Regions from separate parts of the Mus musculus genome. Here regions 1, 2, 3, 4, 5 and 7 are each linked to region 6. The links are chromatin contacts, called in public ChIA-PET, HiChIP or PLAC-seq and promoter capture Hi-C maps. All regions are on one chromosome and are shown on one strand. The core of a region is the stretch at or near the end of the contact, and the rest is flanking DNA. Distances in the headings are between cores, read along the strand shown.

The links. Promoter capture Hi-C pulls out the DNA fragments that hold promoters and counts their contacts. ChIA-PET counts read pairs in DNA pulled down with a chosen protein or histone mark. HiChIP or PLAC-seq counts read pairs in DNA pulled down with a chosen protein or histone mark.
Region 1: a contact with region 6 is called in an RNA polymerase II ChIA-PET map of memory CD8 T cells, with 6 read pairs. The contact joins the promoter of E4f1 here to the promoter of Srrm2 in region 6. A contact is called at or near these places in 2 of 39 promoter capture datasets (cranial neural crest and frontonasal cranial neural crest) and 2 of 115 datasets of contacts at active chromatin or transcription factors (astrocytes and memory CD8 T cells).
Region 2: a contact with region 6 is called in an RNA polymerase II ChIA-PET map of memory CD8 T cells, with 5 read pairs. The contact joins the promoter of Abca3 here to the promoter of Srrm2 in region 6. A contact is called at or near these places in 4 of 39 promoter capture datasets (cranial neural crest, hippocampal neurons, liver and 1 more) and 2 of 115 datasets of contacts at active chromatin or transcription factors (memory CD8 T cells and pancreatic cancer cells).
Region 3: a contact with region 6 is called in an RNA polymerase II ChIA-PET map of memory CD8 T cells, with 17 read pairs. The contact joins the promoter of Tbl3 here to the promoter of Srrm2 in region 6. A contact is called at or near these places in 3 of 115 datasets of contacts at active chromatin or transcription factors (bone marrow-derived macrophages, memory CD8 T cells and pancreatic cancer cells).
Region 4: a contact with region 6 is called in a promoter capture Hi-C map of cranial neural crest. The contact joins the promoter of Eci1 here to the promoter of Srrm2 in region 6. A contact is called at or near these places in 1 of 39 promoter capture datasets (cranial neural crest), 1 of 484 Hi-C or Micro-C datasets (embryonic stem cells), 1 of 115 datasets of contacts at active chromatin or transcription factors (memory CD8 T cells) and 1 of 9 other capture datasets (adipose tissue).
Region 5: a contact with region 6 is called in an RNA polymerase II ChIA-PET map of memory CD8 T cells, with 34 read pairs. The contact joins the promoter of Pkd1 here to the promoter of Srrm2 in region 6. A contact is called at or near these places in 1 of 39 promoter capture datasets (cranial neural crest) and 1 of 115 datasets of contacts at active chromatin or transcription factors (memory CD8 T cells).
Region 7: a FOXA1 HiChIP or PLAC-seq map of pancreatic cancer cells shows a contact between it and region 6. The contact joins the promoter of Ndufb10 here to the promoter of Srrm2 in region 6. A contact is called at or near these places in 2 of 115 datasets of contacts at active chromatin or transcription factors (bone marrow-derived macrophages and pancreatic cancer cells).

Annotation. Positions count from the first base shown.
Region 1 is chr17:24,453,863-24,457,265 of GRCm38.p6, reverse strand. E4f1 (E4F transcription factor 1) reads left to right here and starts at 1,874. Exons shown (of 14, transcript NM_001301784.1): 1 at 1,874-2,131. The coding sequence starts at 1,978.
Region 2 is chr17:24,350,592-24,354,131 of GRCm38.p6, reverse strand. Abca3 (ATP-binding cassette, sub-family A (ABC1), member 3) reads right to left here and starts at 2,109. Exons shown (of 33, transcript NM_013855.3): 1 at 1,881-2,109. Abca17 (ATP-binding cassette, sub-family A (ABC1), member 17) reads left to right here and starts at 3,073. Exons shown (of 31, transcript NM_001031621.3): 1 at 3,073-3,164.
Region 3 is chr17:24,705,700-24,709,265 of GRCm38.p6, reverse strand. Tbl3 (transducin (beta)-like 3) reads left to right here and starts at 1,613. Exons shown (of 22, transcript NM_145396.4): 1 at 1,613-1,742; 2 at 3,100-3,151; 3 at 3,236-3,331; 4 at 3,418-3,465; 5 at 3,560-3,566. The coding sequence starts at 1,702.
Region 4 is chr17:24,424,733-24,428,275 of GRCm38.p6, reverse strand. It overlaps Eci1 (enoyl-Coenzyme A delta isomerase 1), which reads right to left and starts at 1,593. Exons shown (of 7, transcript NM_010023.4): 1 at 1,534-1,593; 2 at 1,337-1,423. The coding sequence starts at 1,573. Rnps1 (RNA binding protein with serine rich domain 1) reads right to left here. Exons shown (of 9, transcript NM_009070.2): 9 at 2,378-3,190. The coding sequence ends at 3,091.
Region 5 is chr17:24,548,129-24,551,614 of GRCm38.p6, reverse strand. It overlaps Pkd1 (polycystin 1, transient receptor poteintial channel interacting), which reads right to left and starts at 1,665. Exons shown (of 46, transcript NM_013630.2): 1 at 1,138-1,665. The coding sequence starts at 1,352. LOC115488769 (a long non-coding RNA gene) reads right to left here and starts at 1,131. Exons shown (of 2, transcript XR_003952238.1): 1 at 1-1,131.
Region 6 is chr17:23,801,256-23,805,002 of GRCm38.p6, reverse strand. It overlaps Srrm2 (serine/arginine repetitive matrix 2), which reads right to left and starts at 1,778. Exons shown (of 15, transcript NM_001368687.1): 1 at 1,605-1,778. Gm52285 (a long non-coding RNA gene) reads left to right here and starts at 1,231. Exons shown (of 2, transcript XR_003952234.1): 1 at 1,231-1,313.
Region 7 is chr17:24,723,110-24,727,032 of GRCm38.p6, reverse strand. Ndufb10 (NADH:ubiquinone oxidoreductase subunit B10) reads left to right here and starts at 2,610. Exons shown (of 4, transcript NM_026684.3): 1 at 2,610-2,846. The coding sequence starts at 2,699.

The DNA of each region.
Region 1 (3,403 bases), core at 625-3,124, 650 kb before region 6:
AATAAATAAATAAATAAATAAATAAATAAATAAATAAATAAATCAATCAATCTTTGGGCCAGAGCAAGTGGGGCCAGAGTGAGAAGGAAAATAAAGAAATAAAAATAAATAAAAGGGACTTGGAAACAATACAAAAATATAAAAGCAAATTATACAAGAATGTTCAGAGCAACACTTTATATTAGCCAAAATGATAGATACAAGTTGACTGTAAATGAAATATAAATGCATTGTTTATACGATGCATTTCAATATTATTCAATAACTCACTTTCTGTTTCTCTCTCTTCTCCCCCTTCTCTTATGTCTTAGGCTGGCTTTGAACTCCCTATTTAGCTAAGGATCATCCCCCAAATGTTGGGATTAACCTGAGATACTCTGTTCATTTTTTATTTTATTTTATTCATTTTGTGCTTGATAGGTGAGCTGGCTACCAAAATGAGCTACAGTCAGTACAGGTTTTGATGATGAAAATGTTCTAGAACTAAGTCAGGCATATTCCCAGCACCAAGTTACCGGGGCCACCGAGTTACTGGCCACAGGGAGCTACAAAGCCAGACCCTGTCTCAAATCGACCAATGAACCAATCAGTTAACCAATTTTGGTGATAAGCGCTCAACTCAGTCGGTGTACTAAATGTCACAAATGGTCACTTTTATGTATACTTTTCAATACTTTTCATATACCGAATAAAAGTCTTGGGGCTGGCTCGCTGGCTCAGTGGGTAAGAGCACTGACTGTTCTGAAGGTCCTGAGTTCAAATCCCAGCAACCACATGGTGGCTCACAACCACCTGTAATGAGATCTGACGCCCTCTTTTGTTGTGTCTGAAGACAGCTACAGTGTACTTATAATAAATAATCTTTGGGCCAGAGTGAGTACAGACTGAATGAGCGAGGTTGACTAGAGCAAGCAGAGGTCCTAAATTCAATATCCAACAACCACATGAAGGCTCACAACCATCTGTACAGCTACAGTGTACTCCTATACATAAAATAAATCTTTACAAAAAAAGTCTTTGGAAAGGAGCACTCGAACTATCTCCAAATGGAGTTCTTTCTCATGCCCAGGAAATTCTGACATTGCAACCCAGGTCTGAGTCCAGGATTCTATATTGGGTAGCAACCCTAAAGAGTTCAGATTCTCTGGGCGGCTAAGAACACATTGGCTGTGTATCTAGGTTCATTTCCCAACACCTACATGTAACTTCATCTGTAATTCCAGTTCCAGGTCAGACACCCTCTTCTGGGCCCCACGGGCGCTAGGCATGCACGTGGTGCACAGACATGTATGCAGACAAACCATACTACATTAAAAAAACAAAACAAAAAAGTGAGAGAAGGGGTTGGAGAGATGGCTCAGCGGTTAAGAACACTGACTGCTCTTTTGAAGGTCCTGAGTTCAAATTCCAGCAACCACATGGTGGCTCACAACCACCTGTAAAGAGATCTGACGCCCTCTTCTGATGCGTCTGAAGATAGCTACAGTGTACTTAATGAATAAATCTTTAGGCCTGAGCGAGCAGGGACTGAGCAAGTGGAGTTGACCTGAGCAAGTGGGGCAACCAGAGCAACCGGAGCAAGCAGAGGTCCTAAAAATTCAATTCCCAACAACCATATGAAGGCTCACAACCAGCTGTACATGTACTCATATACATAAAGTAAATAAATCTTTTTTTAAAAAAGTGAGAGAAAGGGAGAGTTCTTACTCCACGGATAGTTCACTTTGGACCAAGTCCTGCCAATTTAACACAAGCCACGCCCACTTCCGCCCTGATGTCTGGCGCTGATGGCTCTCAAAGAGCCAAGCTCCACCTCTACTGACGCGCTAGACCGCAACCCATAGCCCCGCCTTTTTGCCTGTCCGTCAAATTCGTTTTTGTCCCGCCCCCTGCCTGTCGGACACGCAGCCCTCGGTGCGGCCCGTTGTTATGACGACATGGTCGTAAATCCGCCATCTTCCTGTGGCGCGTTGCGACATGGAGGGCGCGATGGCAGTGCGGGTGACGGCCGCTCATACGGCAGAAGCCCGGGCCGAAGCCGGGCGTGAAGCGGGCGAGGGCGGGGTTGCGGCGGCGGCGGCCTTGTCCTCCGGCGGCTTCCTTGGGCTCCCAGCGCCCTTCAGCGAGGAAGGTAACGAGCCTACCGAAGCCTGGTGCGGCCGGGGTGCGGGCGGCTCTGTCCGGGCTGCGGTGTACGGTCTCGCCCGGATCCTGGCTACTCGAGTGTCTGTAAACCTTCACAACTCTCACAGGTTTCCCTTCGGACTGCCTCTAACCCGTTGGGCCAGATGCAGAGGCTCACAGGGAGCCCATTTCTCCAGCCCCTTGGGGTCGATCTGGCCAAACAAACATCGCTCGCTCCTCTTCAGCGCCCATCAGCCCTAGCTTCTGCTTCTCCTCTGCCACTCGGGCCTTAGTTCGGGCGGAGCTGGAGACTGGAGGCGGGGCCGCTCTGTCAGACAGGGATTAGGGACCTGACCTGGGGAGGCGGCACCGCCCCACTGAGGACCTGGGCCTTCCCTACGGGGTGGAGCAACGCTTCCAAGAATGTGCGGAACACCCCCCGCTCAATCCGACTTGTACCATTACTTAAACCAAGCTCGAAAGGCGAACTATCATTACTACTATTCACTTCAGAGATGGAGATAATTGAGGTTCAAGGTCGTCCATCTGGTTCCTGTCAAGGATCAGATTGGAGCCGGGGCTGTAACTCCTCTCTTAAACCCTTTAATTTTTCCTAGGAGTATGGCAAAGAGTTAAAATCGTGTCTGTATGCCGAGGGCTGTGTTGGCACCAAGGATTACGTCTCTAGGTGCTGATATTTTTTAGAGGTGGTTTGGGTATCTCCTGTGCATTAGTTCCACGGAGCTGTAGATTTGATCAGACAGGAAGTGGTTTGACAAGTATTACTGGTATATTGCTGCTCTTTGTCATGAAAGAACTCAGTCCCACTGTAATTTTTTTTTCCCTTATTTCAGCTTGGAGAGAGTCAGTTACCGTCTCAGGGAACTCTTTGGAGTTTCTAGGTTTTTTGTTTGTTTGTTTGTTTGTTTGTTTGTTTGAGACAGTGTTTGTATAGTTCTGGCTGTCCTGGAACTCACTCTGTAGACCAGGTTGGCCTCGAACTCAAAAATCTGCTTGCCTCTGCTTCCCAAGTGCTGGGATTAAAGGCATGAGCCACCACTATCCAGCTGAGTTCCTGGTTTTTGTTTTTGTTTTTTAAAGACAGGGTCTCACTATGTAGATTTGGCTGGCCTTGAACTCACAGAGATGGTCCTGACTCAGTCTCCCCATTGCTGGGATAAAGGCATATGCTTGTAGGTTCTTGGGTCTACTTATGACATTGGTTCTCAGACTTCCTAATACTTCCATCCTTTAATACAGTTCCTTATATTCTGGAACT
Region 2 (3,540 bases), core at 860-3,359, 550 kb before region 6:
GCAGAACCTTCTAGAGGTGTTTTCAGATAGAAACTTCAGTCTGAGGCCTACCCATGAAGACTGTAGGCTCTGGCTGGGCACATGAACATTTCTCTGGAACAACTCTATCTTGCATTCTCAGTTCAGCTCTCCTACTCCTTTAGACACGGGTGGCATCTATTCTGGATGTGTCCTGTACCACTTAGCCCATTCTTTAATAAAAACCAAACACGGTATTTATTTCTCTGTGCTGTGGTGGGGGGCATGCATGTACCATGGTGTCTGTGTGGAGGTCAAGGGCGACTTGCTGGAGCTGGCCCTCTGTTATCTCGTGAGTCACTGGGATCTAACTCAACCTGTCGGGTTTGATTGTTAGACACCTTAATTCACTGACCCATTTGGCCAGGCCTGCTTCTGATTGAAGCCACTTTCTTGTGAGTAAATTAGTGCCATTTGAAGATCTCTACGGGCAGGGATCATCTAGTGACTCAGAATCATGCCTGGAGCCTTGCGCATTAGAAGACTGATGAACGTACCTGAGAGTTCTAGAATGTGGCTCTAGGCAGACTCAGTGTATCAAAGGAACCCCCTGCCAATTGCCAGAAGCAGGGCTGAAGGAGAAACCATAAAGCCCATAAAGGCCAAACTAAGGCCTTCCCAGTTAAGACCAAGTCAAAATAGTTTCTATGTGACAGCCTGGTCAATGTAACAGGGAAAGTTAGTGGCTTGTTAAGAAGAACTCCAGCTACCTGGTCATGCTCTGAAAGGCTGTTCTGTCAGAATGGTGGAATGCCGCCTGCCCTAGAGGAAGATATTATCTGTTTGCAAGGGCTCAATTCAAACCAATGTGGGTGAGGGGGATTCCCATGACACTCATTTTTTTAAAAATCAACTTTTCCTCTCCCCACCCTGTCTCTTACTTCCCACGAGGCAAGCTTTCTAAAATGGTTTCAGTCTTTTCAAGCTTACAAATGGCAACACCAAACAAAACTCTCTGGATGAAATAAGGCTGCTTAGGAGACAGGGGCAGAATTCAGTTCCTTAAGCCTTGCCTGGGTCTCCACATTGTTACTACAAAGCCCCAGTCACTCATTGGGAGAGCATTTCCTGAGTGCTCCTCACGTTACAAACACCAAGTCCCTATTTATGATACAAGAACCGTTCAGGCCTGGAGGCAAAGGGACAGACAGAAATACCTTTTAAGACAAAGCCCAAATGGGCCACACACAGGGAAAGCTCAAGCGTGCAGTACCAGGGACCTGACCCCCAGGCTGGAGCCCTGACCCCCAGGAACTAGTCGAAGTTCGGGGTCGGTCATTCTGAGCACCAACACCAAACACCGAGACACTTGACCAGAGCACAGTTGCTGTAGTTGCTGTGGTTCCCCCTTCCGAGTTCTGTATTGCACATTGAGGGCTTCGCCAACTTCAACCCCTATCAAAGCATCCCTTGAACCCTACGTTAAAGTTCATGAAAACGAAGATGCTGAAGCTTGAAGAACTGGGAGGAATTCCATCCAGGACCAGCACTGGCCGGTTGAGCCTGGAGCATTCCGCCGGCCTGCTGTGTCGCAGCCCGCAAAGCGCCTGAGGGCGGCGGCTGTCTGTCCACCTGCCAGGCCCGCACAATAGACCCCGTAACGACCCAGCGGTCTGTGCGGGTTCCTGCGAGCCCCGCGACCCCGCTATAGCGGGGACACACCCAGCATGAGGACGCCAAGACAGCTACACCTGCAGCAATACGAAGGGTCAGTCCGCGAGCCCGCAGGTCCCGGCGATAGGCAGGGGCTCGGAGGCCCCAGGTTGGGGCGCTGCCCGCTGGCAGAGTGGAGACCCGGGCAAGGACGGGAAATCTCAGAGCCCCGAGCTAGCGCGCGAGTGACAAGTCCTAGTGACACTCACCGACCCTCAGCGCCAGGGTGGCGGCGGTCTGCGCAGCTCTCTCGCCAGGTTCCCTCCCTTAGACTCCCGGTCCTGCTCCAGCCTTGCTGGGGCGGTTGCGGCCGAAGCTGACAACTGAGGCGGCGGGGCAGAGAGGAGGCGCCTGCGACAGGCGCGGGTGGAAGAACGCACCAGGAAGCTCCGGCTCCTGGAGGGGGTGGGGGGGCGCGTCGGAGCGCGCGTGCGCACTGGGCCGCCCCTGCAGGTGCCCCGGGTTTGCCCCCGGCCGGCTCAGCCTCGCCTAAGCTCTGGATTCAGCGTCTGCGCAGTGCCTGGCACATGTTGCCCAGCTCCGACAGAGGGCGCTCTGCGTAGCGCGTGCACCCCTCCCAGTTCAACATTCCGGATCGTGCGTCTGCGCAGTACTCCACGCAGGTCTCACCTCCAGTGGGCAAGCGCTTGTAGGGTGGGGTGAGCGTGCGTGATGGGTTGCCCCTGCGGGTTTTCTCCGCATCCGCCACTGATCGTGCAGCACGCCCTTGCTCGCGTCCAGCAAACAGTAGGCGTTAGTTTGGGGCTCTGAGCCCCGGGGTCGCTGGCCTGAAGCTCATCTCTGGACAAATGTGTTTCAAAGCAGTTGAGGCTGTAACATCAAGAATCTCACTTTCGCAGCGGGATTCAAGTTCCTCTTTCTCTTCAGGGCTCTCTCCCCATCTCACTCTTGTCACCAAGAGAAAGTGCTACTTTCTGCTCTCAGCAGGAGGAACCCAAGCCCTAGTGAGGTTAGGTCTAGGAACCTTTCAGAGGCGACAGCCCACAGCTAGGAAAGGGAAAGTCACGGTCCAGCCCAGCAGCACCACTAGGAGAATACAGTCAGGGTGGGAGGGGGTTCTCAGGGATCTGGGTCTCCTCAGGCAGAAGGCAGGGCGTCGGGGTCTCTTGGGCGGTAGAGTTTCCTCGGACAGGAGATTGGGGCGTTAGGATTTCTTCAGGCAGTAGACAGGCATGGAGGTGGGAGGGGGTTGTGGTTCCTTCAGACAGTAGGATGCGAACATCTGTGTGCCCTCGGCCCAGGCAGGAGGGAATGGCATTGGAATCACAGGTTGCTGCAGCTTGGGCATCCGCGCGGCTGGCCCGGGAGAAGCGGGGTTGAGCGTGGGCGTGGCCGTGTCGCGGGGCCAACAGTCGTCGAGGGCGATCCAGCGGGTCCTTCAGTGCCCGTGGCCACGGACAGGGTGCCTGCGGTGAGTGAGGCGCAGCCCTCCCCGGATTCCGGGCTGCGGACCAGACCTGCCTAGCCTTAAGGTAACCCTGGGATCGTGACTTCCGAATCAATGCCAGTTACACTGTGGTCATAACCTCTCGCTCTCTAGGGTCCTGTATGGCTAACCAGAAGATGGACTCCCTAAGAAAAGAGCCCTTGCCTGGTACATGGTCAGTTCCCTGGGGTCCTAGAACACCTTGTCCAGAAATGCTCTAGTCAAGTTTGCCGAATAAAGGGAGTCTCAAAGACCTGGCTTCAGGTCTTGAGTCCTTCACTAGTGTATTCAAGTCATTGTATTTTCCAGAATCTTAATTTCTCATTCCTAAAATTGAAATGGTAGTAATAGCGTATTCAAAGGTTGCGGTTCCCCCACAACCACCACTTTTTTTCCAAAGTGAAATGAGAAAAGTGCATGCT
Region 3 (3,566 bases), core at 364-2,863, 900 kb before region 6:
GGCAGATGTGTGGCGCGCGCGCGTGCGCGCACACACACACACACACACACACACACACACACACACACACACACACACTAAATGATAACTTGAGGGTATCAGAGAGGCTGAAACAGAAAGAGCTTGAGCCTGAAGCCAGTCTAGATTATCACACAATTCCAGACCAGCCTAAAACTAACTGAATACATAATCAGACTCTTCCTTAATCATTTTTTTTCCCGAAACAGGGTTTTTCTGTGTAGCCTTGGCTGTGCTGAAACTTATGCTATAGACAAGGCCGACCCTGAATTCAGAGATCCACCTACCTCAGCTTACTGAGTGTAAATTAATTTTCTTTTTAAGATTTATTTATGTAACCAGTGTTCTGCCTGCATGTACGACTGCAGGACAGAAGAGGGCACTAGATCTCATTATGTATGTTTGTGAGTTACCATGTGTTTCCTGGAAATTGAACTCAGGATCTCTGGAGAAGCAGTCAGCACTCTTCACCACTGAGCCCTCTCCAGCCTGCAAGTTAATTTTAAAATTTATTTATAAAGTGCTCTATCTACATATACATCTGCATGCCAGAAAGGGACATTAGATCACATTATAAACAGCTGTCAGTCACCATGTGGTTGCTGGGAATTGAACTCAGGACCTCGGGAAGAGCAGCCAATGCTCTTAACCACTGAGCTATCTCTCCAGCCCTGCAAATTATTATTATTTTTTATTTATTATTTATTATTTTTATTTTTTTGGTTTTTCGAGACAGGGTTTCTCTGTATAGCCCTGGCTGTCCTGGAACTCACTTTGTAGACCAGGCTGGCCTCGAATTCAGAAATCCGCCTCCCTCTGCCTCCCGAGTGCTGGGATTAAAGGCGTGTGCCACCACGCCCGGCTACAAATTAATTTTTAATGAAAAGAAAACAAGCCGGAAGGACACGCCTTTAAATCCAGCAGTCGCGAAGTAGAAGTAAGCAGATCTTCAATAGAACGAGTTCTAGGACAACCAGTGCTTCAGAGAATCTGTATCTCGAAAAACACAAAAGGGAGTGGGGGGAGAGGGAGGGAAGGAGGAAAGGAGAGCGAGACAGACAGACAGTTACACACACACAAACACACATCGGGTTGGGGGCGGGGCACAGAGGCGAAAGTCCTGGACAAGATCTACAGAAGCATGTGATAGGGGAAGCTTTTTTTGTTTTGTTTTGTTTTGTTTTGTTTTTGTTTTTCGAGACAGGGTTTCTCTGTATAGCCCTGGCTGTCCTGGAGCTCACTTTGTAGACCAGGCTGGCCTCGATCTCCCCAGTGCTGAGATTAAAGGCGTGCGCCACCACGCCCGGCGATAGGGGAAGCTTTAAGCACCGCCGAGACACCAATCCGTTGTTGTAAAAGACATCTTGTCTAACAAAACCAAAAGAAAAAAAAAAAAAGGACAGGACAGTTAAGGAAAGGAAAGGAAAAAGGAAAGGAAAGGAAAACAGACCCAAATGAAAACAGTAAATAAGACGTTCTACTGCCAGCTGCCAGCATCCACACTGGATATGCCTTCGGCTCCCACTCCCAGTGGCAGCAGCCGGTCTCCCGGCGCGCATGTTGATGGCGTCAAGGAGTTGCGGCTCCTGACGTCATCACCGCGTGCCTTGAAGTACAGAGTAGCACACTGGCCGGTTCACGCGGGGAGAAAGGCTGCTGAACTTGGAGGCGCTGCCCTGGGACATGGCCGAGACTGCGGCGGGATTGTGCCGCTTCAAAGCCAAGTAAGTCCTCGGAGGAGGCGCGGACCCGAAGGGAAATGGGGAGGAACCGGAAAAGGGAGCCAGGAGTTTAGGAGGGGTGTTCATTGTGATAGCGGGGGCTCTGAGTCCTGAGCTCAGTCAGTTCCCCTGTGAACAGCTGCTGTTTAGTGCTAAGATAGGAAGAGGCTCTGCCTTTATTCATAGTGTGCAGTTTTCAGATAACTAATTTCCATCTGTCACTGAGTGGAATGGATTATGGCAAGGGAGCTCTTGCAAAGAAAAGCCTCGGTGCTGACAGCATCTCTGTTGATGGGTTAACTGGTTGCAGAGTCTCCGACGCTGCTTTTATTTTGATGGGCAGACTTCCACGGACTGGACTTAGGAGGTTGGAGGGCAGAGCATTTGAATTTGGAAAGCCCAGCCCAGCCCAAATAGAGGGCAGAAGCAAATGACCTGTTATAGTGCCTGGGCCAGGAGCAGTGACGCTGTGGTGTTGACTATTAAGAAAGATAGGCAAAGCTGGGCATGGTGGCTCACGCCTTAAATCCCAGCACTCGGGAGGCAGAGGCAGGCGGATTTCTGAGTTCGAGGCCAGCATGGTCTACAAAGTGAGTTCCAGGACAGCCAGGGCTACACAGAGAAACCCTGTCTCAAAAAGCAAACAAACAAAAAAGAAAAGAAAAGAAAGAAAGGAAGGCAGGCAAAAGTCCTTCTGGGCCAGGCAGGGTAATGTCACAAAAGCATGTGAGGTGTGAAAGAAGGGGAAGTTTAGGCACTGCAGAGACACCCCTCAGTTGTTTTAGAAGTCATTAGACAACAGAGATGAAAGCGCTGGTAAGAAACTCACTGAGGAGACTGCAATGGCCACCGCCATTACCTCCCAGAAAATTTCATCGGCTTGGACCAAAGCAGTAGAGGGAGTGGAAAAGAGGGCAGCTTTAGTCAGATCCCAGAAGTCACTGTTAGTCGGGAGAAACCAAATGACACTGAGGCTGGAGGAGTGGGGTGGCATGCTGGGCCTACTGGTCAAGACTTTGAGAGTATGTTACTATTCCTGGCCTCCCACAACTAGTAGAGAGCCCCCAAAAGACCTCAGTGCTGAAGCCTGGGCTGTTGGGCTTCCTTCACCTTGAGTCAGGCCCATCTCTTCAACCTGTCTGATGACCCCATGAGAGCCACTGGGGCATGCATCTCAGCCTCTCCATAATGTGAAACATCCTCCCACGGAGATGCTTGGTTTTCACCCCCGGGTTCCTGCTGCTGCCTGGGCGCTCAGCAAGGGCAAGCATTTGTCTCATCTCTGGGAGAGCACCCAGTGGTCTGGGGGCACTGGGGCAAGGACATTAGGCCATCACTCAGCATCCTGTTCTCTTCCCAGCTATGCTGTTGAGCGAAAGATTGAACCTTTCTACAAGGGTGGGAAAGCACAGGTAACTATCCCCAGGGGCATAGCGGGGGTGGGGGGTTTAGTGAGTACTGAGTAGTTCCTTGGCTGAGACCCCTTTTGTCCCTAGCTGGACCAGACTGGCCATTACCTCTTCTGTGTCTGTGGTACCAAAGTTAACATCCTGGATGTGGCCTCAGGGGCTTTGCTTCGGAGCCTGGAGCAGGTAAGGACAGACTTGGGCAGATGTGAGAGGCCCTGGGGGAGGGCAGCATATTCTTATGGTGTTCTCTATGCCCACTCTTCCTTTAGGAGGACCAAGAGGACATTACCTCCTTTGACCTCAGTCCTGATGATGAAGTATGATGGGTAGGGGCGGTGGGTAAGCTCTGGGACCTCCCTTCCACACTGAATGTATTATCCCTCATCTTTACTATCCCACACCCTTCCCCAGGTACTCG
Region 4 (3,543 bases), core at 344-2,843, 620 kb before region 6:
CATAAATAAAATAAATTAAAAAAAAAAAAGAAAAAAGTAAAGTGTGACAAACACTTGTGATCACAGCTCTTGGGAGGTAGAGGCAGGTGGGTTAAGTCTCAGCCACACAGTTACATGAGTTCCAGGCCAGCCTGGGATAAATAAAATCCTGTCTCAAACAAAAAAAACCAACAAAAACCCCATAAGCTAAAGGGACATATGGACTTTTAAATTTTGCCTTTGAAATATAGGGACCATTGGCTCTACAAAACCAAAAAAAAAAATAAATAAAACCAGTTGCTATTTTACCTTTGCTTTTTCACTAGAGATACATAAGTTACGTACTTATTACTTAAAATTATATATAAAATATATAGGTAAATATATACATGTAAAAATATATGCCACTACCTTATTACTCTAAATTGTGATGACATCTACATGATAGTCTAAACATCTTGTCACCTTTAAGTGTATAATCCACTGACTTTGCCATGGTATAGTTTTTACTGCTACCTATTGTAGTATTTTTATTTATTTCCTTTTGTGGTACTGGGATTGAAGCCTGCAGGTCTGGCACTATTAAGGCACTTCTTTCTCTCTCCAGTGCACTCATATTCTATCACTCTGGGGGGGGGGGAATCCAGACTTTGCAGACTTTGACCTCCATGTCTAGGTTGAATGCTCCCTCCCCCTATAGACTGTGATCCTAAGCTCTAGCCCTAGCTCTGTCCTCCCCTCCCAGGTTTTTCTTCCATAAGTGCATTGTCACTGTCCTGGAAAATTACAATCTCCCCCTCTCCCCGCATCGTCACTTTAAAAAACAAAACAGCACAGGAAAAGCAGGCTCCAGCCGTAGCCCAGGTTGGCCTCAACTTCACCATCCTCCTGCCTCTGCTTGTGAGGGGAGGTGCTTCCTTCTGTTGTGGGCAGGGAGCGACCCAACATTAACTAGGAAAATGTTGCTGTGCCACATTCCAGTATTAGGAAAATATTCAAAAACGCTCCCAATCATTTTTGTGAGATTTTTGAGACACTGTCTCACGTGGCTCAGACTGGCTTCAGCTGAGTTTACAAGCATGAGCCACCGCCGCAAGCTATAATCATTCTTAACTAATAGTTTAAGTAACAGACCATAACTTTAGGAACTTTAACCAAAGCTTTAAAAACTCACCCATTCTGTCATTTAAACCGCCCGGTATGAACTTAGGTTTTAATCAGAATCTGAGTTTATGTGAGCTTATGCTCACTCCCTGCTTTTGGGAATTCCAAGAGCTCATCGTCAGCCCGACCTCACAGACCGTGTGGGCTCGGAGCCCGAGGACATGAACGAGATGTGGCCCTCCCTCCCTCTCACCTGCCGGGCCCTCCGTCTCCACCAGCACCCGCTTGTTAGCGAAGCGCCGCGCGCCGTCCACCGCTTCCCTGCGCCCGAGGCGGGATCCTGCAGACAGCCCGGAGCACGTTAGCAAGCACGCCCAGACTCTCGCCACCGCCGCCCGCGCACCCAGCCCTGTGAGGCCCTGCACCAGCGCTCTCGCCCGGGCCACGCACCCGCGTGCAGCAGAAGGCGACGCGCAGCAGCCAGCGCCATCTTGGATATCAGTGGGGACTACAGAGCCAGCGGCTTCGCTTCCAGCCCGGCCTTGCAGACTCCTCCTCTCCGGCCGGCCCCGCCCCACAAGGCCAAGGTTAGCCAGTCCGCAGCGTCCAGAGGACTGGGTTTCCCCTGTGCCAGTTAGGGCAGGGTGTGTGTCCAAGAGTGCTTTCATTCTGCTGGGGCGAGCTGCCAGAGCTCAGAGGCACTTGCAGAGCTGGGATTAGGACCATAAATCAAGGCTGGCACCGTAGTGAAAAACAGACGGCCTTGCCAGCACAGGGGTGACTGGGAGGCTTTACCTAGGCTATTTGCCCCAAATAGTGCATTTTTATTTGACTCAATACTCAAGGGGCACAAACACAAGAAGTCTTCCTTTTATTCTTTTTTTTTTTTTTTTTTTGGTTTTTTGAGACAGGGTTTCTGTGTAGTCCTGGCTGTCCTGGAACTCACTCTGTAGAGCAGGCTGATCTTGAACTCAGAAATCTGCCTGCCTCTGCCTCCCAAGTGCTGGGATCAAAGGCGTGCGCCACCACGCCGGGCTGAAGTCTTCCTTCTTGGTTAAGACTTTTCTTCTGTGGTGCACCAGTATGAGACAGAAGAGAGAACTGTCCCTCCCAGTTTTCCTGCGGCGGCAGCATCTCAGGCAGAGTCAGCTTCTGAGCCCCAGGCCGTCTCACCACCTGTCCTCCTGGCTTTTAGAAATGCCACTTTGGGGATTAAACTCAAAGTGAGTTCTTAGTTGAGTCATACAAATTATGACTCTTCTGGACTAAGACAGACAGTAAAACCAGCACTCAATTTGCATTCTAATCCTAGGTTTTATTCAACAGTCCTTTCACTCTACACAAGTACAAACACAACCTTATCTAAAATGCTACAAAGTTATAAAACTCAAAACAAATTTTATAGTACTGACTGTACAATAAAAGCAAAAAGGGGCAATGTACACACTGCCAAGGTTAACCTGCAACATCACCATGAATGGCAGGTGACAACGGGGTGGGGTAGGTTTCATGAGGACCCTGTAGAACTGGCTCACAAATTCTAGAAAGTAACAGAGACACGGGGACAGAAAGGTAACCATTTGTGGAGGAATCCTTCAAAGGTTTTAGCCCTCTAAGTTGAAGCGTACTCAGCAGGGCATGGTCGGCCGAACAGAAGAGCAGTGTGGTCCTTTGCACAGGTGTGGCACAGCGGGGGCTAGACCAGGCTGTCTGGTTCTGGGTCATCTGTGGAAATCCGTGTGCTGCCATAGGTTCCAGCTGGCTCTGCTACCAGCCTATCAAGAACTGAAGGGATGAACTTTCTAGCCAGAAAACTACAGGGCACCTCTATGGGAGCAGCCGTGAACCAACAGTAGCTCTACAAGCCAGAACCCTTCTGTAGAGGAGATATCTCAACTGCTGTACCCAGTAAGGGATCCTTCTCTACAGACCCTCACTTGGCTAGAGAAAAGGACAAAACAGAGTCTGGGGAACATAAGTTACAGAGGTACGAATCAATGTCCCTGCTTATCGGGAGGAGTTGGAGCTGGATCGGCTCCTGTGGCGGCGGCGGCCAGGAGAGCGAGACCTCCTACGCACAGGGGACCTGCGTCTTGGGGATCGAGACCTGTGGGAAGAGAAGCCTGGTCAGCCAAGAGTGCAATATTCAAACAGCACAGCTATGGGACAGACTGGCCTTTCTAAGACAATTCTTTTTCTGTTCACAACCCCAAACGGTGGCTTCTGCTATGTCTCACCCGAAAGCCCCCCCCCCGCCCCCTTCTGGTTTTTCGAGACAGGGTTTCTCTGTATATAGCAGGCTATTCTGGAACTAGATCCACAGACCAGGCTGGCCTCGAACTCCCAGAGATCTGCCTGCCTCTGCCTCCCAGGTGCTAGAGTTAAATGCGTATGCCACCCTGCCTGAAAGACAGAGGGTCTCTTGGGACCCACGACAGCACAGACTCTTGAACTGGTTCC
Region 5 (3,486 bases), core at 416-2,915, 750 kb before region 6:
TTTAATCCCAGCACTCGGGAGGCAAAGGCAGGCGGATTTCTGAGTTCCAGGACAGCCTGGATTACAGAGTGAGCTCCAGGACAGCCAGGGCTATACAGAGAAACCCTGTCTTGGGGGAAAAAAACAAAAACAAAACAAAACAAAACAAAAAAAAAACCGGTTGGAATCAGTTAATCCTGAGACAAATTACTGCAGTCTGCAATCTCCTCTTAACATTTTTGATCCAACCCTGGTTGCCAACACTGCAAAGGTCCAAACCTAAGCTATGATGTCTAGGCTGTGATACCTTGAAAATACATCGCATCTCCAAGCTTCTTTCCTCACCTGTAAAACAGAGGTCTGGCTCTACGCCAGAGAACTGGACTAAGAATTAAGTGTGATAATCTATAAAAAGAGACTAGTTAAGCCTGGTTCAAGATGTTGATCTCTCAGTGAGATTTGCCTGTTACTTTCAGAAGGCAAAACTGCCGAAATGGCAAATGTTTTAACCCCTCCTGGCAATTTCCCCTCCCTAAGTACCACTAGAGGCCCACATCCATCACACCCTCTACTCCCTAACACTTCTCCAGCAGTCACTATGTGTGGCCAACCTCAGGCCAGGCCGCTGGACCAACCTTTTGTCCCTTAAACATAGTCAATTCTTACACATCCATAAAATTCTTGTCGAGACTCTTCCCCTAGAGGCCAGCTCTGAGCCCCAACAGAAATCTCCAACCCCAGGATACACCTCAATTAGTCTCTAATTAACGTTTATTCCGCAACCTCCTACCACGCCCCACGCACTGTTGTAGCTCCTGTTTGAGGAGCCCCGCAACGTAAAACGTCAGTCTTCGTAGGAACTGGGATTTTTGGCTACTCTTCTGGGTCACGCCGGCTGAGGTCCAAGGTTTTCCTTATTTAGTCGGGCCGACATCCCTGCTGGAGCCTCGCCCTAGGAGCGGCCAGGCCCCGCTGCGTCTTGCGGCCCGAGCTCAGGACCGCGCCCACGCTCTGCGGCCGACAGCCCGGCAAAGCTCCAGAAGGGCTCTATCTACCTCAGCCCTGCTCCCGCCGGACCCAGTCATGATGCTCTAGCCAGGCCGCCCGCCGCCATGGCAACCGCCTGCCCGCCTGCACTGCCTCGGCGCAGCTACTCACAGCGCGGTGGCGTCAGCCGGGATGCGCAGACTCGGCCCTAGCGTCTGCAGCCAGCGGCCGGAGCAATTGACGCGGCAGGCGGCGTCGGGCGCAGGGCCGCAAAAGCAGGGGAGCGGGCAAGGCCCGCAGCCGCGCCCAGGGTCTCCGGCCAGCGCTCCGAGCCACAGGCCCAGGCCTAGGGCCAGCGCCAGGAGAGCAGGCGCGCCGAGCGGCATCGTCAGCGCAGCCCGCGCATGGCCCCGGTTCCCCGAGGCCCCTTGCGCCGGCAGCCGCAGTTCAGGAGGGGCCCGCGGACCTCATGGTGCGGCACGGGGCTGAATGCCGCGGCGGCCGTGGCCCGTCTGCGGTGCGACAGCTGCTCAGCGCTCTGGGGCAGGCCGCACCTCAGGGCCTTGGCCGCCTGCTCGCGCATTCGCGCTGCACTGCAGACCCAGCGCCAGCTCCTCCTCCTCCCCCACCTCCGGCGTGGGGCGGGGCGCCCTCAGACTCCGCCCCTGCGCTTCCAAGTTGGCTGTAGGTGGGACTGGATGAAGAGAAGGCCTTCACAGGCTCCGCCCTCTTCATTGCAGATCCTGCAGTAGGCGGGGCCTGAAGGAAGGGCGCCCTCAGAGGCTCCGCCCAGTGAGCGTGAGCCTTGGTGGGCGGGGTCTCACGGGAGGGGAGTCCTCCGGAGGCCCCGCCTTCTGCACCGCTGGGTCTGCTGCAGACCAGGCTTGAAGGTGGAGGAAGCTCCGCCCCCTCTGCTGCGGCGTTTCGAGCCCCGAGTCAGGCTGCGGTTTGAGCAGCTGCCCGCTTAGGCTGTCCCCTACCCACAACGGCTGGAGAGCTTATGGCTATTCACCCTGCTTTCCCGAGTTCCCCCTTGAAGTCCTCTGGCTGTTGAGGCCTTCTTGGAGTCAGTAGGTTTCTTCGCTCCTAGCCTTCTGCAATCAACAGTCACAATATTAAAAACACTAGTAGGTGCAGAAGAGAGGGCTCAGCACTGGGTGGTGGTGGCAAAGACTTTAATCCCAATACTCGGGTGGCAGAGGCAGGTGGATCTCTGAGTTCAGAGCCCAGCTTGGTCTACAGAGTGAGTTCCAGGACAGCTAGGGATATACCGAGAAACCCTGTGGAGGTGGGGGGTCGGTTAGCGGATAAAGGAAGCCTAATCAGCTGAGTCCTCTCCCGAAATCCACGTACACAAATCCAACTTATACAAAGTTGTCCTCTGGCCGCAACACCCTGGCCATAGCATGCGCTCTACACTGATAATAAATTAAAAAAACAAAACAAAACAAAAAACCCTGCGACCTACAGTTTCTGGGTGCCAGCTGTGCGAGCTTCCACTTCGCAAGTCTTCTCTGACCCTGGAGAGTACCGCCGACCTGAGTCAATAAATACTTGCTGCGTCATATCATGGACCTCTGCCAGAGCATGCTGCAGAGGCTCAGAAGTGATGCATGAGATTGAGCTCACCTGGAGTGGGTGCAGTTTAGCGCCGTGCCCTCCACCACTCCGCGCAGACCACCCTGCGGAGGTGCTGGGGAGACGCTGTACCACCCGCCCACCCGCCAAGCAGCTCCATCTCAGGCTTCAGTCTCCAGGTACTGTAGATCCTTGTGCGCAGGAGCTAAAGACAAAATTAAATTGAGAGAAAAGACTCCAACCATAGCACCGGGGAGTAATCCTTGAAAAAAATGTTTAGACGTCCAAATACCAAGAACTACACAGGAAATATTCAAAAAGGGAAAGAAAAATTAAATTAAAAAGGGAGAGAAAAGTCCACAAAGACAGGAAGTTGATGAGTGCCTTGAGACTGGAGGAAAGGGGTGGGACGTTCTTTGGGGCCAATAAGCATGTTTGTTCCGTAATTAGACGAGTGAATGAACAGCCTTATTAAATATATTGAAACGCACAGAAGCCGGGTGAGGTGGCACACGCCTTTAATCCCAGTACTCAGGAGGCAGGGGCAGGCAGATTTCTGAGTCCAAGGCCAGCCTGGTCTACAGAGTGAGTTCCAGGAAAGCCAGGGCTACACAGAGAAACCCTGTCTCGAAAAACAAACAAACAAACAAAACCAACTCACAGAGCATGCATGGTAGCATGCGCTTCTCAGGCCAGTACTCTAGAGTGAGAGGTTCCTAAAAGCTCCTGACCAGACTACTTAATTAATTTCTCACAGGACTTCCAAGGACACCCTTTTAACCTCTCTCAGCTCCTTCATGGATGAGAATAACAAATACCCATACAAAAAACATAACTTTTTTTTTAATTTTCTGAGGCAGGGTTTGACTGTATAGTGGTCCTGGATGTCCTACAACTCATTCTGTAGACCAGGCTGGCCTTAAACTCACAGAGATCATCTAC
Region 6 (3,747 bases), core at 529-3,028:
TGGAGAATTTTCAGAGACGAGCTAAAGGGGGAGGGGGGACTTACATACCAGCAGCCAAAAACAATGCTTGAAACACTAAAAGGGAAACCACAACTACCAAAACCAGGAAGTATTTAAAACAGGAGCCCAAAGCATGCAAGCCTCTCCAAGAACAAATTGCCGGCAAGGGAGGAAAACTTATCAGAATGCCAAAATACAAAGAGGTAGAAAATTAGCAAACTAAGATATTCAAGAAACAGCGACCGAGAGAACAGCAATGATCAAGGAAAAGGACGCTGAGTAAAAAATACAGAGAACTCAGAGCTGAGACACTACTGACTGCATAGGCACCATGAAACATACAAGCTACAGTATACATCCAGGCCTAGGCCCCACTCCCACGGAAAAAGGCAATAGTTTCCTTTTGAATCCACAATTAAGAGACATCTTAAAAGAACTGTAAGATGGAAACAGCAAGGAAGAACGTCATCACCAAGTAATGGCTGACTGAAGCCAGGCTATTAAGTCAAGAATTTTTTCCCCATCGAAAAGCTCTAAAAGGCTTAGCTTTAATATTTGAGGAGACCTTTTTAAAAACAGGGTAGGAGCCGGGTGTGGAGGCAGAGGCAGACGGATTTCTGAGTTCGAGGCCAGCCTGGTCTACAGAGTGAGTTCCAGGACAGCCAGAGAAACCCTGTCTCCGGGGAAAAAAAAAACAAAAAACAAAAACCAGGGTAGGAGCCAGACATGGTGTCTCATGCCTTTGATCCCACAGAGGCAGGCAGATTTCTTGAGTTCAATGCTAGCCTGATCTACACGGTTAGTGCCAGACCAACCAAGACTATTTAGAGGCCCTAGCTCATAAAACCAAACCGTAAAAAAGAAATAAAATAACAGGGTTGAAAGGAGCACATTGGTCTTCCTTATACACGCAGGCTGAATACTTTCGCGGTTTTATTATCCTCACTTTTTAAGACTTGGGGATCCCCCACCCCCACGCACACACTCACAGCCTCTGATACTAACGAGGACGAACGGTTTAAATCCTGGCCTCCGAAAGTTCAAGGCCTCCTCCCGCCGCCCACTGGGCAGCCCAGCTTATTTTCGGCCTCGAGGAGGGGGGAGGGGGCCACGCGGCGCCCCGCGGTCTGGGCGGCTCTGGCCGTTTCTCAGGCCCCTAGCAGGGCCCGTGGACCCACGCCGGAGCCGATCGAGGAGAGGTACCAGCAGGTCCGAAGCTCGGGCGGGGGACAAGTACCTCCGCTGCCGCCCTCTCCCCGCCCCCTAAAAGACCGAAGAGGACGACCGCGGAACGACGGCCTCCTCAGCCCCAGGTAGAGCAAAGGAGAGAAGCAGAGCCTCGCGCAATGCTGTCTCACCGGGGGCGCGCGGACGAGACCAGGCGGCCGCGCGCGCCGCGGCCGTGTGGGGGAGGGGCGGAGGAGTTGAAGGCCGCGCGTCCCAGGAACCGCGGGAGGGGGAGGGGAGGAAGGGAAGGCGACCGCGCCGGCCGAGGCGACGAGCACGCGTGCGCGCGGCGGCCTGGGCCGTTCTCCCCGCGCTCTAGCCTCCGGCCCAGCCCGCCGCCCCTCCCCCACCCGGCTAGCGCGCTCCCTTTCTCTCACCCGCCGCCGCCGCCTCCGGCCGCCGACTGTCAAACAGGGAGGTCCCGCCGCAGCTGCTGCTTAAGTTTTCGTATCCCTCGGAGCCTGAAGCCGCCGCCTCGTCGGTCCGCCCGCCTCAGCCGCCGCCGCCGCCGCCTCCTCGCTTCCTCAGGGGCCGCAGCGGGCTTCGACTGCGCCACTCGCACCCCGCCTGGGCAGCGTTGCGCGTCAGCACGACCTAGTGCGTCAGCACGCAATCATGAGAGCCGCTGGGCCCTCTGGGAACCGTAGTGCGTCGTGCGCAGGCGTTGAAGCCACAAGGAGGACCTTAGGCGAAGGGACGTGCTACTGAAAAGTCGAAAAACCCCGAGTCCCGTCGGGCACTGCGGGGAAAGGCGTGGCTCCGTACCGAAGCTGCAAGGTCGGCTGAAAAAAAACTTCTGTAGGAGGGGGGAGGGGCGCGGGGGCCGCAACCCACAACACCCGGGAGTAGCTCAGACGCACGCCTTCCGCGCACAGAGTTCTGGGAGCTGTAGTTCGGTTTTAGAGAGAAAACGCGTAAGACTCCTCCGCTAGGCAGGGTCGCCATTTTATGTGACCGTGTTGGGTGGCAGTGGCTCAGCAGCTTTACCTAGTCACTGTGACCATGGTTTTCTTTAATGTGTACGAGGCCCCACAGCACCGAGTCTTCTTCGCAGGAAGAGGTGCTTCAGAGTCAAGCCACCTGACAGCTCTGGAGCCACTTGAACCCGGCTTCTGGCCCAGTATCCGGTGCTTTCCACAGTTTCCACCTCTGTAGTCCTATCTGAAGTGGGGCTTGCAGACCACTAAAAAATACTTTCTCTTACCTTTGGGCAAAGAGACTAAGTGATTACTTTTCGCCTATAGAGACTATGCCATGTAAGTGGAGGAATGTGAGAATGCAGTTCCATTTCCTGGCCCTATAGCACGGTTCCGGGAGTTTGTCCCAGTGCCTCTCACTCGGTAGCAAGGGCCCCACCACTGAGGCACTGAAAGATCCTGGCAGAATGTAAAAGGACACAGAAGCCCTGAAATTGGCAAGATAGACGTCAGTGTTAGCAGAACTAGCTTCACTGATTTAGAAAAATAGAGGTGCACAATGCTCTGGCCACTCCTTGAACCTGTGTGTCTGCCAATGTTCTGACCAGGTGTGTGCTCATTGCTGCACCTTCATTAGACTCTCCTTGTACCCCTCCATACCCATTTCTTGAGAATAGACATTGTTTAGATCTGGAAATCCCCTAATCTCCCCCTTCTCCTTTCCCCCCTGAGGGCCTATAAAAACTGGAAACTCTTTCCCCTCGAGGACGACTCCTCTACCCCTGCGTGGGATATGAGTTGTCCCCAGAGCTCTGGCTTTCCCCAAATAAAGCCTCATGTGGTTTGCAACAAGCTCGGTCTGTCATGAGTTCTTGGGTGTCCGATATTGTCCTGAGGCCTGAGCGAGGGGCTCCTCTCGGAGTCTTTCAGCACTCCCTGCTCATCATATTTCTTCGTCTTCCTTTTCATCTTCGTCTTCCCCTCCTCCTTCTTTTAACTTAGTGTGTTAACAAATATACGCATGTTTGTCTGTTGAAGGTGCACATGCGTGCAGTGCCTATAGAGGTCAGAGGTCAGATCCCCCAAAGATACGGTTAAGGGGCTTGGGAGGCAGCTTAGGTGGGTGCTGGAGCCAAACTTAGCTCCTCTGAATGAACAATTCTAAGGTCTCACTGAGCCGTCCCTCCAGCCTACTCCCATTAATTTTTAAAAGTCCTTTTTCCAGGGCTGATTAAAAGGTAGTCTTCCCCGGGGGGGGGGGGGGGGGGATAGGGAACTTTCGGGACAGCATTTGAAATGTATATAAAGAAAATATCTAATAATAAATAAATAAAAAGACACGAGGAAAAAAAAGTAGTCCCCCAGGAAGCAGAGCTGTAGGAAGCTGACCTTGTAGCCTTCAAGATAATGCCAGGTGGCCTTAACAGATGAGTATGAGAAATTAGATCTCGTATTGTTGTTTCTTTTCAATTTACCAACAAAAGGATATACTCAGGTATTAGAATTCCAAGATTGTGAAAGCCACCATCTGTGTAGGAATCTCAGTCCCATTTCTACCTTCAAGTCTCCAACACTTCTATAGTTCCATAAGCTGGGCACATCT
Region 7 (3,923 bases), core at 1,361-3,860, 920 kb before region 6:
TTAGAGAGAGAGAGAGAGAGAGAGAGAGAGAGAGAGAGAGAGAGAGAGAGAGAGAGAGAGGAAGGAAGAAGAGCTAAGAGTGTGGCTCAGTTCATAGAATCCTTGCCTAGTGTGCACAGAGCTGCCCTGGCTTTAATCTTCAGCACAGCATAAACCAAACATGGTAACACACAACTATAATCCCAACACTTGCATTTGGGACGTGGAGGCAGGAAGATCAGAAATTCAAAACCATCCTCAGCTATATACCAAGTTACAGGTCAGCATGTGATACATAAGACCCTGACACAAACAAAGAAACAAAGAAACATAAAAACATATTCATACAAGAACCTGTTCTGGCAAGTTGGGGTTTTTTTTTTTGTTGTTGTTGTTGTTTTGGTTTTTTTGTTTTTTATCAAAAAAGAAACCTTGACAGAAGCCAGGGTCATTTGGGAAGAGGGAACCTCAATTGAGAAAATGTCCCCAATCAGATTGGCCTATAGATCGCTTCTTGGCTTTTTGGCTAAGATCAAGTGCAGATTGGCCTATAGATAAGCCTGTAACACATTTTCTTGATTAATGACTGATGTGGGAGGGCCCAGCCCACTGTGGGTGGGGCCGGGTTCTGTAAGAAAGCAAGCTGAATCAGCCCTGAAGAACAAGCCAGTGAGCAGCACCCCTCCATGGCCTCTACTTCACTATCTTTTCTTTGTCTTCTTGTTTTTTGTTTTGTTTTTGTTTGTTTCATTGGTTGTTTTTTTTGTTTGTTTTGTTTTTGAGACAGGGTTTCTTTGTGTAGCCTTGGCTGTATTGGAAGTGTAGACCAGACTCACAGATATCTGCCTGGCTCTGCCTCCCAAGTGCTGGAATTAAAAGTGGGTACCAGAGCTGAAGAGATGGCTCAGCGGTTAAGAGCACTGGCTGCTCTTCCAGAGGTCCCGAGTTCAATTCTCGGCAACCACATAGTGGCTCACAACCATCTAATGGGATCTGATGCCCTCTTCTGGTGTATCTGAAGACAGCTACAGTGTACTCATATATAATAAATAAATAAATCTTTAAAAGCTGGTACCACTACCATCAGACTTTTTCCTTTTTTTTTTAATTAAAGATTTTATTTTATTTATGTGTATGTGTGTTTTGCCTCTGTGTATGTCTGTGTACCACTTGTGTGCCTAGGGTTCTTGAAGGCCAGAAGAGGGCATCAGATCCCATGGAACTGGAGTTGCAGACAGTTATGAACCACTATATGAGCAGTAGGCATCAAACCCAGGACCTCTTGAAGACCACTTAACTGCTAAACCATTTTTCCAACCCTTTCTTTTTCTTTTGAGAAAAGGTCTCAGCAGGAAGTGGTGGCTCATGCCTTTAATTCCAGCTCTCAGGAGGCAGAGGCAGGGAGATTTCTGAGTTCCAGGCCAGTCTGGTCAACAGAGTGAGTTCCAGGACAGCCAGGGGTATATAGAGAAACCCTGTGAAAGAAAGAAAGAAAGAAAGAAAGAAAGAAAGAAAGAAAGAAAGAAAGAAAGAAAGAAAGAAAGAAAGAAAGAAAGAAAGAAAGAAAGAAGGAAAGAAAGAAAGAAAGAAAGAAAGAAAGAAAAAAGAAAAAAGGTCTCATATTATAACCCATCTGGCCTTGAACTCATGGCAATCCTGTCCTTGGCCACCAAAATACTAGGCTTATAGGCCTGAAACTACATATCTGGCTCCCCAAACTGATCTTGAACTCCTGGATTCCAATGATTGTCCCAGCTCAGCCCCTTATGTAGGTCCAAATACAGATTTGTGCCACTATGCCCATGTGTCTTTTTAGGTTTTTGTTTTTGGCTTGTTGAGACAGCGTTTCTCGAACTCAGAGACCCACCTGCTTCTGCTCCCAAGTGCTGGGATCAAAGGCTTGCACATTATTTATTACACAATCAAAATTCTGTAGTTGTAAAATTACTGACTCCATTAGGTTTAAAATGTTCCTTGGGGATAGTGGTTTTACACTACATGCTAAGATTCTATGCTACCAAAATGATAAGATTTGTGGGTCTGACTTAGGTGTCACAACTGATGTCTATATTAGACTAGATTATGATAAATCTCTACAGCTAATAGCTGTTTCTTAGCCCCTAACTCTGGCAGGAGGTGACCAGCACCTAGATGACACATAAGTGAGGATTTCCAGGTTGCAAAACCAGGTTTTAAACACATAAACTCAAGAGTTTTGGCAGTGCAGTCCTGGACAGTGAACAATTCAGGACACAAGTGCTCAGGACCAGAACCACCAGAAGCAGGGCGAAGCACTGTGCCTAGGGTGGCGGACCCTTTTCCTCCAAGGATTGCATCTTCAGAGAAGTCCCGAGGTTCACTGGGACCCACCAGCCCCAGGGAACCTAGGCAGAGTCTAGAGCAGTTGTTGACTGGTGTGTGTACTCTTCCAAGCCATGTTCACCATATTCCCTGCTATCTTAGCTGGTAGGTCAGGGCAAAGCATTTCCAGCCATTTGGTGATCTTTGTCCAACTAAAAACAGGATGCCTCAGAGCGCTGGGGACCACAAGGGGGTGCTCGAGAGGCGAACCACTATCCCATGGTGCCTCGCGGCTGCCCACTACGCAGGCGCAGCTGTCACCTTTCTGCGCAGGCGTAGAGGTCCCGCGTCCTTAGCGGGCCCAGCGGATCCGGACGTGGAGCGAGTAGAAGGTCGGTGGGGAGAGTTTGCTTAAGCCATGCCAGATTCTTGGGACAAGGATGTGTACCCGGAGCCCCCGAGCCGCACGCCTGCTCCCTCGCCGCAGACCTCGCTCCCTAACCCCATCACCTACTTGACGAAGGCCTACGACCTCGTCGTGGACTGGCCCGTGACCCTCGTGAGAGGTACAGGGTCTAGAATTTCGCCCGCTTAGTGGAGATCCCCCCTACCCCGCGGATCCCACATCCAGTTTCCGCCCCCTGAAACCACCACCCGCTGCATGCCGCTGTCCCGCACCCTGAATCGTCTCAATCTCCCCCAGTGCATCTAAGATACCCTCTACCTTTTATCTGAGACGCCCCGGTGCTGTCACTCCAGATCACTTCCCACGCCCTCCCGTCTACCCTGCTGCACCGCAGGATAGTCCACTTCTTTCCGGGACTACCCTGTCTATAATCCTTTCTGTCTTCAGCAGAACCCCAACTAACCTTTCGTCGACCCCGGTCGTTCTTTTAAGCGGTGGAGGTTGGAATCCGGGAGGTTGTGGTGCATGCCTTTAATCCCAGCACTGGGGAGGCAGAGGCTGGTGAATCTCTGGGTTTGAGGCCAGCCTGGTACAAAAGTACCAAAAACAGGAATCTAACCCACCTGCAAGGAGCTTTCCTTGTTGTACACAAGTAGCCAGTCAATAAGCCCTTGTTGAAATGGACCGTTTGTATCCGTCTGCATGACCAGGGTGGTAATTTTGTTCTCTTTGGACCACAGTTTAACCTGGCAAAGCCGTGTTTTAAATGTCTATCCCTGGTCCCAGAGAACGATCCACTCAACCTGTTTGCCAGAACGGTGGGCAGCAGCTGGATCAGGCTGGGCTTAAGCAAAGCAGCTCATTTATCCAGCATTAGGGGTGCACAGCATGCTTAAGATTTTTTTTTTCCTTAGTGTTGAGGGTCCGGTTGTGGTGGCTTCTTTGTGAGACAGCATCTCCAATGTTATACAGGACAACAAACATAGCAAATATCTTTATCAGCTGCTCAGTAGCTTGGGTTAGACACTTGTCACTGTCCCTGGCTTACAGGTGGTCCTTGGGTTAGAAAGATGGTTTTCAAGCCAGTCCCAAGTGCATTATTGCAGTAAGGTCAACTACATTTTTGGGTAGCATCTTAGAAATGTCTGTGTCTGGAACTCTGCTGTGTAATTTGCCATTGGGTCTTGCTTGAGTTCCTAATAGAGCCTCCTTGCCTATTCAACTCCACCCCACCCCA